Regions from separate parts of the Mus musculus genome. Here regions 1 and 3 are each linked to region 2. Evidence: chromatin contacts called from public HiChIP or PLAC-seq and Micro-C data. All regions are on one chromosome and are shown on one strand. Each heading gives the region's core, a stretch centred on a gene start, on an enhancer-like site or on the middle of the called end of the contact. The rest is flanking DNA. Distances are from core to core; before and after follow the strand shown.

Evidence for each region. A called contact is a pair of places that touch in the nucleus more often than the background predicts. HiChIP or PLAC-seq counts read pairs in DNA pulled down with a chosen protein or histone mark.
Region 1: a Micro-C map of embryonic stem cells shows a contact between it and region 2, with 3 times the contacts expected there. The contact joins the promoter of Ocln here to the promoter of Serf1 in region 2. A contact is called at or near these places in 11 of 39 promoter capture datasets (the 3T3-L1 cell line, cranial neural crest, embryonic stem cells and 6 more), 2 of 484 Hi-C or Micro-C datasets (both in embryonic stem cells), 4 of 115 datasets of contacts at active chromatin or transcription factors (embryonic stem cells, fetal liver and stem cell-derived neural progenitor cells) and 3 of 9 other capture datasets (embryonic stem cells, liver and pancreatic islet).
Region 3: a contact with region 2 is called in an H3K4me3 HiChIP or PLAC-seq map of bone marrow-derived macrophages, with 2.9 times the contacts expected there. The contact joins the enhancer-like site here to the promoter of Serf1 in region 2. A contact is called at or near these places in 5 of 39 promoter capture datasets (the C10 cell line, hippocampal neurons, liver and 2 more), 1 of 484 Hi-C or Micro-C datasets (cerebellum), 10 of 115 datasets of contacts at active chromatin or transcription factors (astrocytes, bone marrow-derived dendritic cells, bone marrow-derived macrophages and 6 more) and 1 of 9 other capture datasets (liver).

Annotation. Positions count from the first base shown.
Region 1 is chr13:100,550,212-100,554,205 of GRCm38.p6, reverse strand. It overlaps Ocln (occludin), which reads left to right and starts at 1,488. Exons shown (of 9, transcript NM_001360536.1): 1 at 1,488-1,642.
Region 2 is chr13:100,106,622-100,110,443 of GRCm38.p6, reverse strand. It overlaps Serf1 (small EDRK-rich factor 1), which reads right to left and starts at 2,425. Exons shown (of 3, transcript NM_011353.2): 1 at 2,215-2,425; 2 at 1,313-1,421. The coding sequence starts at 2,221.
Region 3 is chr13:100,574,628-100,578,739 of GRCm38.p6, reverse strand. No RefSeq gene overlaps it. Among named protein-coding and RNA genes, the nearest start is that of Ocln, 24 kb to the right of the region's middle. Within about 2 kb of position 2,624, at least 77 of the 459 cell types and tissues checked have an H3K27ac peak or open chromatin away from gene starts, as enhancers often do. A contact at or near this core is called in bone marrow-derived macrophages, liver and memory CD8 T cells, where this site is marked.

The DNA.
Region 1 (3,994 bases), core at 239-2,738, 440 kb before region 2:
GAATTGAACAACTAGAGGAGAAGCCCGTAGAAGAGTAGCTACTGTGTCTAACCACTGAGCCGTCTCTCCAGGCCCCAGGAATACACTTGGCAAGGTATATGAACTAAGGATGAAATCCTAAGGCTTCAAACATGGCAGGGAGGTGTTCTGGGGACAAGATGCATCCCCAGTCAATTTATATTTATTTTTAAATAGGAAAAACACCACTATCACCACCACCACCACCTCCAAACCTATGAGATCCTCTTCAAAACAGAGCGAAATACTCAATAAGATAATAGTCAGGTGTTTACAAAAATGTTTCCTTGTGTAATTATAATCCGAGTTGGAACGTTTGGAAATATTAGCAATCCGGCAGCTAACATTAAGAGGATTAACCTGGCTTCCTTGGGGTGAATATCAATTTAATCTACATCAATCAAAAACTACAGTCACATTGAAATAATTATAGCGATGACTTCATGAAAGATTACTAATTAGATTAAGAATCTATTAAGGCTGTCATCATTTAAATTTTTACTTCCGGAAGTACTGAATTGTGCTTTAAGATTTAATGCAAAGGAGAACCACACCTGTAGCTACTTAAAGGCAGAAAGGAGCATGGGATTGGACTAAGATGTATTAGCAATGCAGACATTCAGGACTGGAACACAAAAGGAAGCAGGGCTTGCGAAATTTAACTATCTTCGGTGCAGATAGTTAACTAACAAGAACTAAAATCTCTATATCGTAGAGTAAAATGAATATGAAATACAACAAAATCGCACACACACGCACAAGTCTGTAACAACAGAGTTATAGACAGAGTAAAAAAATACAACCCTTAGCAACCAGATTGGTTTTGCTTGTTTTGTTTTGAGCCAAGAAAGAATACCGAAACGGCTTTAAATCCCTTTAGAGTAGCCTCAATCACACCGTAGTTACGTTTCGTGCATGCGTGGACAAGGACCCTGTGGCCTGGGGATTCCGTGTGACTCACACAGCTACAGTAATCTCTCTTCATTTTAACCACTCCAGACCAGAGGGTAGTCTTTTTCCGAATCCTCTGAATCGGAAGGTGCTAGTAATAAGCACTTCTGAAAAAAGTCCACTCTTTCGCTGGACCAAGCATCGGGTACTGTTTTCCACCAGACATTTAATCAAACCTGGCAGCAGAACACAGTAGGAAGAGAACTCAGACCTTCTCATCAGCCTCCAGGCGCCCTTGGACCCTCTCTGAGTAGCAGCACAACAGCTCCCTCCTGACCTCTGACTCTCCTCCCGGAACCAACACCCCACAGGGGCCCTGAAGCAGGCGTATCTCCGAGCACACCCAAAATGGTCTAGGATCACCCCATTGCCTCCACGATCTTGAGACCCTTCTCTCCGCACGCCCCCGCCCCTCTCCAGGCAACGTCGGTGCTGTTCCTTTAACTCGGCTTGCTCTGGGTGGTGAGCCCTGCCCGGTCCTCCCGCCTCCTTCTCCGTCGCTCCCTCCCCCTCCCATCGGAGTTTCAGGTGAATGGGTCACCGAGGGAGGAGGCTGGCCACGCCACACCTCGTCGCTAGTGCCCACCTCCCGGCCCCTCTTTCCTTAGGCGACAGCGGTGGAGTTGCGGGAGAGCGGTCCAGCGCACGGAGCAACCGGCTAGGGGCTCGGCAGGTGGGTCCCAGCGCACAGCCCCGGGCGGGTTCGGCCAGAAATTGGTGCGCATGCCCGGGGGTAGGGGGTGGGGGAAGCGGAGGACGGTCCTCCTGGCTCAGTTGAACTGTGGATTGGCAGCGCGGGCGGCGGCAGGTGCACCGGCCAGGTGAGCACCTTGGGATTCCGGCCGCCAAGGTGGGTGCGAGGCAGGTGCGGTGCCCGGGGTCCCCCAGGGTGACGCGCCGGGGCTGGGAGGCGAGGCGCGGGGAGGGCACGCGGAGCCAGTTTCGGTGGCAGTTTCGCCCTGGACTCGGCTCTCACGGAAACCAGAGAAGCGCGTGTGCCTGAGCGCAGCGCGGGAGGATCTGGGGGGCTCCCTTTCTCTCTCGGAGTCGCGGGCGAAACCTTGTCCACCAGAAATGCCCGAGCTACTTTCTACTTTTGCCGAGGCGGGAGCGTCGGGGGCGGATCCAGCGCTCAACTGGGCGCTGGAGATCTGTGGGTTACTCGGGGTCTCTAGTTAGGGCTGGTGCTGGGCGACGCAGGGCGATAAAGATCCCTGTGGCCCTTCTGGTTTCCGCTCTTTTGGGTAATTCATCCCAGGAGGGAGGCCGGGGGTCCTCTGCAGCGTCCCCAGAGTCGTGGAGTGTATTATTCTGGCTGTTTGGAACAGGGGGCGGTGCGTGCGTCCTTGTTGATTTCAGCTTTTGGTGTTCTTTTCGAGTGAGGCTGGATTTCGAGGGAAGCTGCTCACGCGGTGGATTCTCATCCGTGACCGCGGGCCGGGGACCTGCCCCGGGGCAGGGCCTGCTCTGCTGCCCTGCTCTGGCCTGGCGGCTCCCGAGCGCAAAGCTGCGGTGGGGCGCACGGTCTCGGGGACCCGCAGCCTGTATAGGCGGTCCACTTTGCAGACCTCCTGGGCAAAGTCGGCCCCGCGAGTCTAGCGGCGAGTGGCCTTGCATCAGAGGAAGTATGCGGGGACAAATGGGTGGGGACCAAAATGGCCTCTGCATCTTGGCGCTGGAACAACTCTGAGCCCCTTTCGACCCAGGTGGAGTAACCGGGGTTCCAGCGGGAGCGGAGGTATCCTCGGGCCTGCCCGGGGCTCACCGGGCAAACTGCCACTAGGGGAATTACCTGGGGCGGGGAGAAGGCAGCTTTCCAGGCAGGTTAGCAATGCGTGGCTTTCATATACAACAGGTGTGTTGTTGGGATCACCGGAAAAGAGGAATGCCTCTCAGTAATGCGCTTTCTGGTGACGCTTTCAGTGGTTCGTGCGTTGTTCAACTACATATCCCTGAGTATAACTGTAGTTCCTTTGCGCCGTATGTATAAATCTTAAATTTCCACTGTTGGTGGTTTTCTTTTCTTTTTTCGTTTGGATTTATCTTAGTTGTTAGTGCTTTCTTTGTTAGGCAATGGAATGGCGAGGTTGGCCAGATAGACTTAAGTAGGGAGTGGGCACAGTCCACATTCCAGCAGCTTCCAGGCAACTTAGAAAGTATGAGCATCTTTGTGAAAGGTAAATCCTACCAGAACTCTATTTTAAAGGTTGGGGAAGGGGGGGGGGTAGGCTAAGGTTGGAATCTCAGCAAAGCTTCAAAAATCTACAGAAGGCAGGATACAGAAAACTTAAGCAAACTCACAAGGAGTAGTTAACTGTAGAGAATTTCAGAGAAAATAACTACTATAGCGAGCCGAGGCAATTATCAAACCAGCCCATTGTACCACTTCCACCTTTAAAATAGAAATGACTAAGTATCATTTACACATTGAACAGTTTTACACATTGGGGAATACAATTTAGGGCTCAGCTCTAAGGACCTTAAAGCTGAGCTGTGTACTCCCAACCCCCAAGCAAACTTGTATTTTTGTTTTTTAGTCTTTCTTGGCTATTGAATTTTGGAGCACCTTGGCTTTGTTTATTTGTTTTCTTTTGTTTTTGTTTTATTCCCTGAGGTACTTGTGTCTTGTAGTTTGGGACAGGGTCGTTTATTCTGCTTTTCTAAGAAGTTAGAAGGAATGCCTCTGCTGTTGACTTTCCTCCTCCTATCTGGGAATGTAGCAAGCACAGACTTTGGCTGACCTCAATTTGATACATTTACTATTCATTTGTGTAGTTTAAGATCTCCACTGCCAGACTAAGTCGCAAGTTATTAGCATCATGGAGCATCAACCTTATTAACCCAGCATGTAACGCTAAGGACCAGTAGAGTGACCAGGGAAGGTGATGTTCAAGACATTTATGAGTGTTTGTGGAGCTCTCTTGTTCCCCCTGGGGTCAGGTATGGAAGAAAACTCCTGAGTGGTCTGGAGAGCATCCCTGAGACTATGTTTGAACTGTGAACTGAACTTGGGGATGTGCCTGGC
Region 2 (3,822 bases), core at 1,176-3,675:
CTTGGCCTCATGGGGCTTGTAAAGAGGGTGAGATGCATATGCCCAGCCTCCCAGGTTTCTTATTCTATGTCATGATAGAACTTATAACTTGGAACTACATTTCTGTTGTGTATGCGTGGTCCTGGGGATTGAACTGGCAGCTCCAGTGTGCAAAGCATGTAATGTAACCCTGAACTCTGCCTCCAAGCTCTCTGTTCCCCTTTGGAACATGATAATCTGCAACCGCATTTAAGAGTTTTAAGATTTTGCTTGGGCCAAGAAAACACACAGATACACAGTCTCAGTCTCTTTCTTTCTCTTTCTCTCTCTCTTCATCTCTCTCTCCTCTCTCTCTCTCTCTCTCTCTCTCTCTCTCTCTCTCTCACACACACACACACACAGGCAAAATGAATTTAAAAAAAAAAGTTAAAGCATGCCAGGCGCTGGTGGCACACACACCTTTAAGATCCCAGCACTTGGGAGGCAGAGGCAGAGGCAGAGGCAGGTGGATTTCTGAGTTCAAGGCCAGTCTGGTCTACAGAGTGAGTTCCAGGGCTATACAGAGAAACCCTGTCTCGAAAAAAAAAAACCAAAAAAAAAAAAAAAAAAGTCAAAGCGATTATCTTTCTTTGAGACAGTATCTTGTCACGTAGTGCAGGCTGGCCTCAAACTCCTGATTCTCTTGCATCTGCCCCGAGTCCTAGGATGACAACTTATTAGCATTGCCCAGGGCATTAAAGTGTGTCTGTGGCAGTTACTTGCCATAGGAAATGATCTGAAGTGCTACAGATGTTAGGCAAGTGTTCTCTATTGCTGAGCTACGTCCCTACTTTTTAAAGACAAGGTCTTGTCTGTAGGTCTCTTTAGCCTGTGCTGGCCTGAGTAGCATAACATCTTCTAAGAATCTGGTGTCCAAACACTTTCTCCATCCCCAATGGACTCCTGAAGCCCATAATTGATTTTTGACACTCATCTCTTTCATTAAGAGGCTTGGGCCAAGCTGTCAGTTTTGGAAACATTGTATCCCATTCATGCAACAGTGTTTACATATAGAGGATGTTTGTTACTTTCTACAATAAAGTTCTCACAGTTTGTAGTTGCTGTAAGAGTGTTTCTGCAGACATGATAGTTTCAGGGCGTGGCATTCTTCAGCCATAGGATAGGACAATAACTACAATGCATGGTTTCAGTGTTCTTACACAGACACACAGTGTTAACCCTGAACTGTAGGCAAGGCTCAGTTCCAGGAAGGGTTTAAACACGTTCTTCACTCATTCTGAAAATACCGCAGTCAAACGGCCACTGACTTAAACATTCTATTAGCACTACTCACCTCTGCTTTCTCTGAGAGGCAGTCAAGCTGTCCTCTTTTCTTTTCCCTTTGCTAATTTCCTGGGTCTTTTTCATGTTTTTCTGTCGGGCAATTTCTCTTTGATTTCCACCTACAATGATAAACAGGCATGCTTTTTTCCCACCCTCAACAATATGAATACTTAATAGTAAAGAGTCCTTCGTTATAGGAGCCTTAAAGTTTTATTTTTATCAGCAAGAAAGCAGAGTATCTTTAGTTATTCCCAGATTGACCAGGGGGTAGCTTAGGAAGAAACACTCGAGAAGTTAAGTATATTACCACAACAGCATAGGTGTCAAGTAACGCCGCCTTTGCGCCCAGCACTCGGGAGGCAGAAGCAGGCAAGATCTCTGAATTTGAGATTTGAGGTCAGTCTGGTTTACAGACTGAGTTCCAGGACAGCCAGGGGTATACAACAAAACCCTTCTCGAAAACCAAAACAAAAATTAAATTATATATATCTCCATCTCCATCCCAGTGGTTGTGTACACAGGCCTCACTCAAAAATAAGTTCTGGCTTTGATAGGTGTGTGAAGATCCAGTTTGGCTGTTAAAGCCAGCAGAGGCTGAGCTCAAGGAAAGGTACCTTCGAGGACAAAAGAGCTGGAGGGCACCCTGGGCTTCCAGACCTCAGGCGCCCGCTACGTCTCAGCGGACTGGTCCCGCTGGGCAGCCGCCCACGCTCCCGGTGGGCGCGGTCCTCACGCACACCCGCACCTAGGAGGCGGGCACCTGTCCCACCTGGAGCCCGCGTCCCGCCCGCCACAAGCACGAGGTGGCGTTTGCGTCTCTTCCTCCTCCCAGCCAGCTCCCGCTCCTCCCCCGGCCGCTCGGCGCCGTCCCTCCCCGAGCCTCCGCGTCTTTCCAACCGCCCGCAGACTCACGGGCCATGCTGTCCACCGGCCGGAGACTGGAAGACAGCGACCTGGAGAAGCAAACGGCGGCTTTGCACGCTCAGCCGTTGCCGCCGGGCGCTGAAGAAGGCTGAGCCCCACAAGGGCCCTCGATGTGGCGACGCCTCGCTCGGCCAGCCAGCCGCCCCGCCCACCGACCCACAACAGCCGCGGCGTGGCCGGTGAGCCACTGCGCGTGCGCGGTCCCCACGCCCCACCGCCCCGCGCGTCCCTTGTCAGCGAGGCGTCCGCGCGCGCACTCGCCTCCTTACTTAGCAGCCTTACCCTGAAGGTGGGCTTTACGTTCCTCATCTGGCAGAAAAGACCTAACAAGGACAGAAGGGTGGATTTCGCGCGGGCTCCAAGCCTGCTCATTGCACCTTTCTTCCGGTGCCCTCCGGATGGACAGAACTTTAGCTCTAAGCTCAGGCTCTGTGGTTGAACGGGAGCCAAAGTCGCCCAGAATAACTTTATAATCTACATAAGAGCTGAAACAAGTCAGAATGCTTGCATAGGGCTGAGGGGTGTGGCTCATGGGGGTAGGGGATGCTTGCCTATCTTGAGGGACACCCTGAGTCCCACCCCCTCCCTGGGTTGCATTTCTTGAGCTGAGACTTACTTTCTTGCCTGTCCACTATTACAAACTGAGATAGTCTGGACACCGAATTTGCCTGGGTATTTTTAAGAGTTTTATTGTGGAATATTTTTAAAACATACAAAAGTATAGATGATGCTACGGTGTACTCCAACTGTCCGTGTTAACGTGACCTAGTTTAGAGAAAAAGCATCAAGAGACGGAATGTCTGGACTGAAAGTGCAGTCCTAATGGAAACGGATGTATAAAAGTTGGGGTCATAGACAGATGCACTTAGCACTTAAAACGGGCAGAACGCATAGAAACAAACACTTATCTATGACTAATTGGCTATTCTGGGTCTTTTGTTGTTCCATATCAAATAGAGAATTTTCTTCCTACTTATGTGAAGAATGTGATGAGGATGTTGATTGTGATTTCATTGAATCTGTAAGTTGTTTTGGTAGAAAGGTCTTTTTTTCAAAATATTAATTCTACCAAGGTATACACTTGGGAGGTCTTCAAATTCGAGTATGTTTCTTAAACTCTTTCTTCACACATTTAAAGTTTTCATTGTAGAGGGTTTTTTTTAAAACTCTTTTGTTATGTATATTCTAAATATTTTATTTTATTTGAGAGACTGGGAAGAGGAGCGTGCCATGATCTCTTTCTCAGCATGCTTGTTACTCATATGTATTAAGACTGGTAAACTTTGTAAGTCAATTATGTATCATAACACTTTGCTGAAATTACTGAAAATTTCTATATTTTTTCTAGTCAAATTTTGGGAACATTGGGTATAAGATAATATAATCTTCAATTGAAAATAAAAAAATATATGTATAAAATCTATTTTATATGTATAGGTGTTTTGACTGAATGTATATCTGAAATTATGTTTTCTGAGTTCTCAAGTTACAAGGATGTACACCATGCACACAGAGTACATTGAGAGTTTCTGCCAGAGGACCAGGAGTGTGCCTTTCATTTCAGAGGAAGAGGCAGATAGGTCTTGGTGAATTCCT
Region 3 (4,112 bases), core at 1,375-3,874, 470 kb before region 2:
CCCAAAGTTGCATATGTGTATGTGCGTATCATATATATTTTGGAGGGTGGGGGCAGTGTTTTCGAAATAGGGTTTCTCTGTGTAGCCCTGGCTGTCTTGGAACTCACTCTATAGACCAGGCTGGTCTCAAACTCAGAAATCTGCCTGCCTCTGCCTCCCAAGTGCTGGGATTAAAGGTGTGCGCCACCACTACCCAGCTATTTTCTTTTCCTTACATGAAGTGATAGAGGCACATACCCGTAGTCCCAGCTACATGGGAGACCAAAGGCAAGATAGCTTGAGTCCAGAAGTACCAGACCAGTTGGAGCATTACGACTAGACTTGGTCTCAGACCATAACAAAACAAAGAGAAAGAAAGGAAGAAAGACAGACAGACAGAAAGAAGAAAACAGCACATAGGTATTTTTCTTTTCTTTCTTTTTTTTTTTTTATGTTTGTTTGTTTGTTTGTTTAAGACTGGTTTCTCTGTATAGCATTGACTGTCCTAGAATTTACTCACAAAGTCTAGGCTACCTTTGAACTCAGATCCGCCTGCCTCTGCCTCCTGAGTGCTGGGACTAAAGGTGTGCACCACCATGCCGCCTGGCTGATATTTTTTCTTAAGCCTTGGCCTGAAGAGGCTAAGCGACAGAAGAAAGTTGGTAAGTACATATTTCTGTCTCCACTTCAAAGCCCACTGGACACTCCTTTTTTCTGCCAGCCTTGAATGCTAGCTAGACTCTCCCTTTCCACATGGTTGGGTTTCTGCATATTAGAGGGCACAGGCAGCCAGTTCAAAAGGCTCCGACCGACCGACGGGTGTTCCTTCCTTTCCTTCGCATGTTTAAAGAACCGTGCACAGCAATAACCAGTTCCCAAGGATAAGGCGCGGATATGACATCACCAACTCTTACTGACTTTGAGGCAGGAACAGAAAATCTAGAAAGGCTTAAGTTCTTTATTATTTTTAATCCTGGAACAGGGAAGGGTGTTGACCCTGATCTGCAGCTCTGGATATCGAAGGACACGAACACTCTCAGGCACTTTGCTTGTGTTCTCTATGAAATCCTTTGGTTGCTGACTGATAGCACACAGAAGCAGAGTCCGCCCTCTCTCTTTCTAGCCTACTCTGGATGTCTCTTTCTGGTGCGATTATCTAAGTCCCTCTCAACACCAAGAGGAGCATGTAGAGGTTCCACAAGCACTTTTCCTGATGTGTACGCCTGGAGGCTAGAAGCCAGTTTGAGTCTGGGAGTGTGAAGTCACTCTGGGTAACACAGAGGGACCTCTTCTGAAAACAAAACGGAGGGCTGGAGAGATGGCTCTGTGGTTAAGAGCACTGGCTGCTCTTGTAGAGGACCTGGAATTGATTCCCAGCACTCATATGGTGGCTCACAACTGTCTGCAACTCCAGTTGTGGGGGATCCGACGCCAGCACACAGACACACGTGCAGGCAAAACCAATGCACATAAAATAAAAACAAATCAATCATTAAATCAAACGAAACTGGGGTGGGGCTTGAATCTCTGTCTTCCCTGAGCCTGTGTCTAGACTTTGAAACTGTTCTCCAGTGGCCAAGTTTTCAAACTCAAAGGCCAGGAATCCCAACCAAATAAAACACGCAGGCAGAAACACAGCCTCCTGCTTTCCCCTCTCAGGAACCCACACACTTACTTCATAATCTCCATTGTCCAATGTCCAGCTAGTGACCAGTCTTTCCTATTACCCATGTAGAGCTCAAGACCCTTGCCTTCAGACCTCCATGAGTTTATCCCATAACTTACCACCTCCTGGGGTATGGTTTAGATCTTAGATGTCTCCTAGCCTACTCTGGGATGTGTCTTTCTGGTGTGGTTATCTAAGTCCCTCTCAATACCAAGAGGGGTGTGCAGAGGTGCCACAAGCACATTTCCCTCTTAACCTGAAGAACCGAGGTGGCAGCGAAACACAGTGATGTGTGCACCTAGAGGCCAGCTTGAGTCATGTATTCAGGCCGTGGGAGTATGCCCCTGCAGGGGGTACTGGGACCTGAGCCCTGCTTTCTTTCATTTGTAGTGCTGGGGATGGAACTCAGGGCTCTCATGTTAGGTTTGTTTGTAGAGATAGGATCTTTCTTGTTTCCCAGGCTAGTCTCAAACTAGAAACCTATTTACCTCAGCTGTGATTACAGGTGTGTGCTGGTATGCTTTGCTCCTCCTTCTCCTTCTCTTCTCCCTCCTCCTCTTCCTCTTCCTCATCTTTGTCCTCCTCTCCCTCCTCCCTTTCCTCCTCCCCCTTCTCACCCATCCTTCTTTTTCCTTTCTGGTTGCTTTGAGGTAAGTAGCTTTGCACCGCACATGTTCCAAGTGTTAATCTCAACGTGTGAGAATAAGACCATTTTGAGCCAAGTTTGAAGCAAATTTTATGAAGTACTAGCCAGGCCAATGGACTCTGGCCAGGTCCATATCCAGGGTTCCTACCTTATGGCAATGAACCACTTTAGACAGGGATTTATAAAGGCAAGACCCATTTGGCTACATACTTCCTATCTTTGTCCAATCAGGAGCAAGCATACATCCTGACATACTTCCTGCCTGCATACCTCCTGTGACCTACACAAGCGTATCCTGTGTAGTTGGGGCAACCAAGCTTGTTTACAGAAGTGAAACCAGAAAGCTTCTTATCTTATCTTCCAGTATTTCAGGAAGTTATCTGTCCTTGGGCAAGGGTGACGTATAGGTTAGAGGCATTTTTGTTTTATAGATCTCCTGAGCACTGTAATCTAAACTTAAAACATAATGTCAGCCCTCACTTTAGCTATGCTTGCTCTTCTCACCTCAGGCCCCAAAACAACTGAGCTGAGCATTCACAGATTGAACGCTCTGGAAGCTACAACTAAAATGCATTGGTCCTCCTTTTAAAATGATTATCTCATGATGAGCAGTGCTGGCACACGCCTTTAATACTAGCACTTGAGAGGCAGAGGCAGCAGAGGCAGGCAGATCTTTCAGTCTGAGGCTAGCCTGGTCTACAGAGTGAGCCTGGGCAGTACTCTTGCGCTCGCGCGCGCGCGCGCGCACACACACACACACACACTTACATTGCAAATCCCAAAATAACAATAACAAATAAATAAATAATGATTATCTTAAAGGCTGGAGAGATGGCTCCGTGGTTAAGGGCACCAAGTGCCCTTTCCAGAGAAGGCAATCCCCTCTTCTGCCCTCTCCAGGTCCTAGGTATGCACACAGTGCACAGTTGTGCACTTGGACAAAACATATACACAATATAAGAGAAGTAAGTCTAAAAAAATTATCTCAGTCATTTTGTCACAGTGACAGAAAACTGTTGAACACTTACCCCGTGTAATGACACAATGCTACCATGGAAACAGACACAACAAAACCTAGTGGAAATCTCAGTAGTGTTTATAATCGGCTTGGTGCCTCCATTTTAAAACAAACTGAACCAACTAGTCCAGCCTGGCCCCAACCACCTGACACTTTTTTCTGCTAAGTCTCAACATATATATTTTACAAATGAAGATACTGAAGGGCCGGAATAATTACATACCATGTTCAAGGTCACAGATTCAGTGATCAGAAAGAATCCTGTAAGAGTTCTTTATCACTCAAAACATATTGTCTATTTTAGGGCTGGAGAGACAGCTTAGAGGTTAACCTGTTGCTCTCACGGAGGACCAGGGCTTGTTTTCCAGCACCTGTGTGGCAGCTCACAACTGCCTGGAACTCCAGGGAATGAACATCCTTTTCTGGCCTCCATGAGTACTGGGTATACATATGGTACTCATACATGCAATTGCTTACACATGCACTTAAAGTAAAAATAAACAGGGGCTGCGCATGGTGGTGCACACCTTTAGTCCCAGTGCTTGGAAGATAAAGGCAGGGTGATCTGAGTTCAAGGCTAGCCTAATCTACAGGGGTTCCAGGCTAGCCAGAGTTGCATTGTGAAACCTTGTCTTATAATAAAACAAAACCGCCAGGTGTGGTGGCGCACGCCTTTAATTCCAGCACTTGAGAGGCAGAGGCAGGTGGATTTCTGAGTTTGAGGCCAGTCTGGTCTACAGAGTGAGTTCCAGGACAGCCAGGGCTACACAGAGAAACCCTGTCTCGAAAAACAACAACAACAA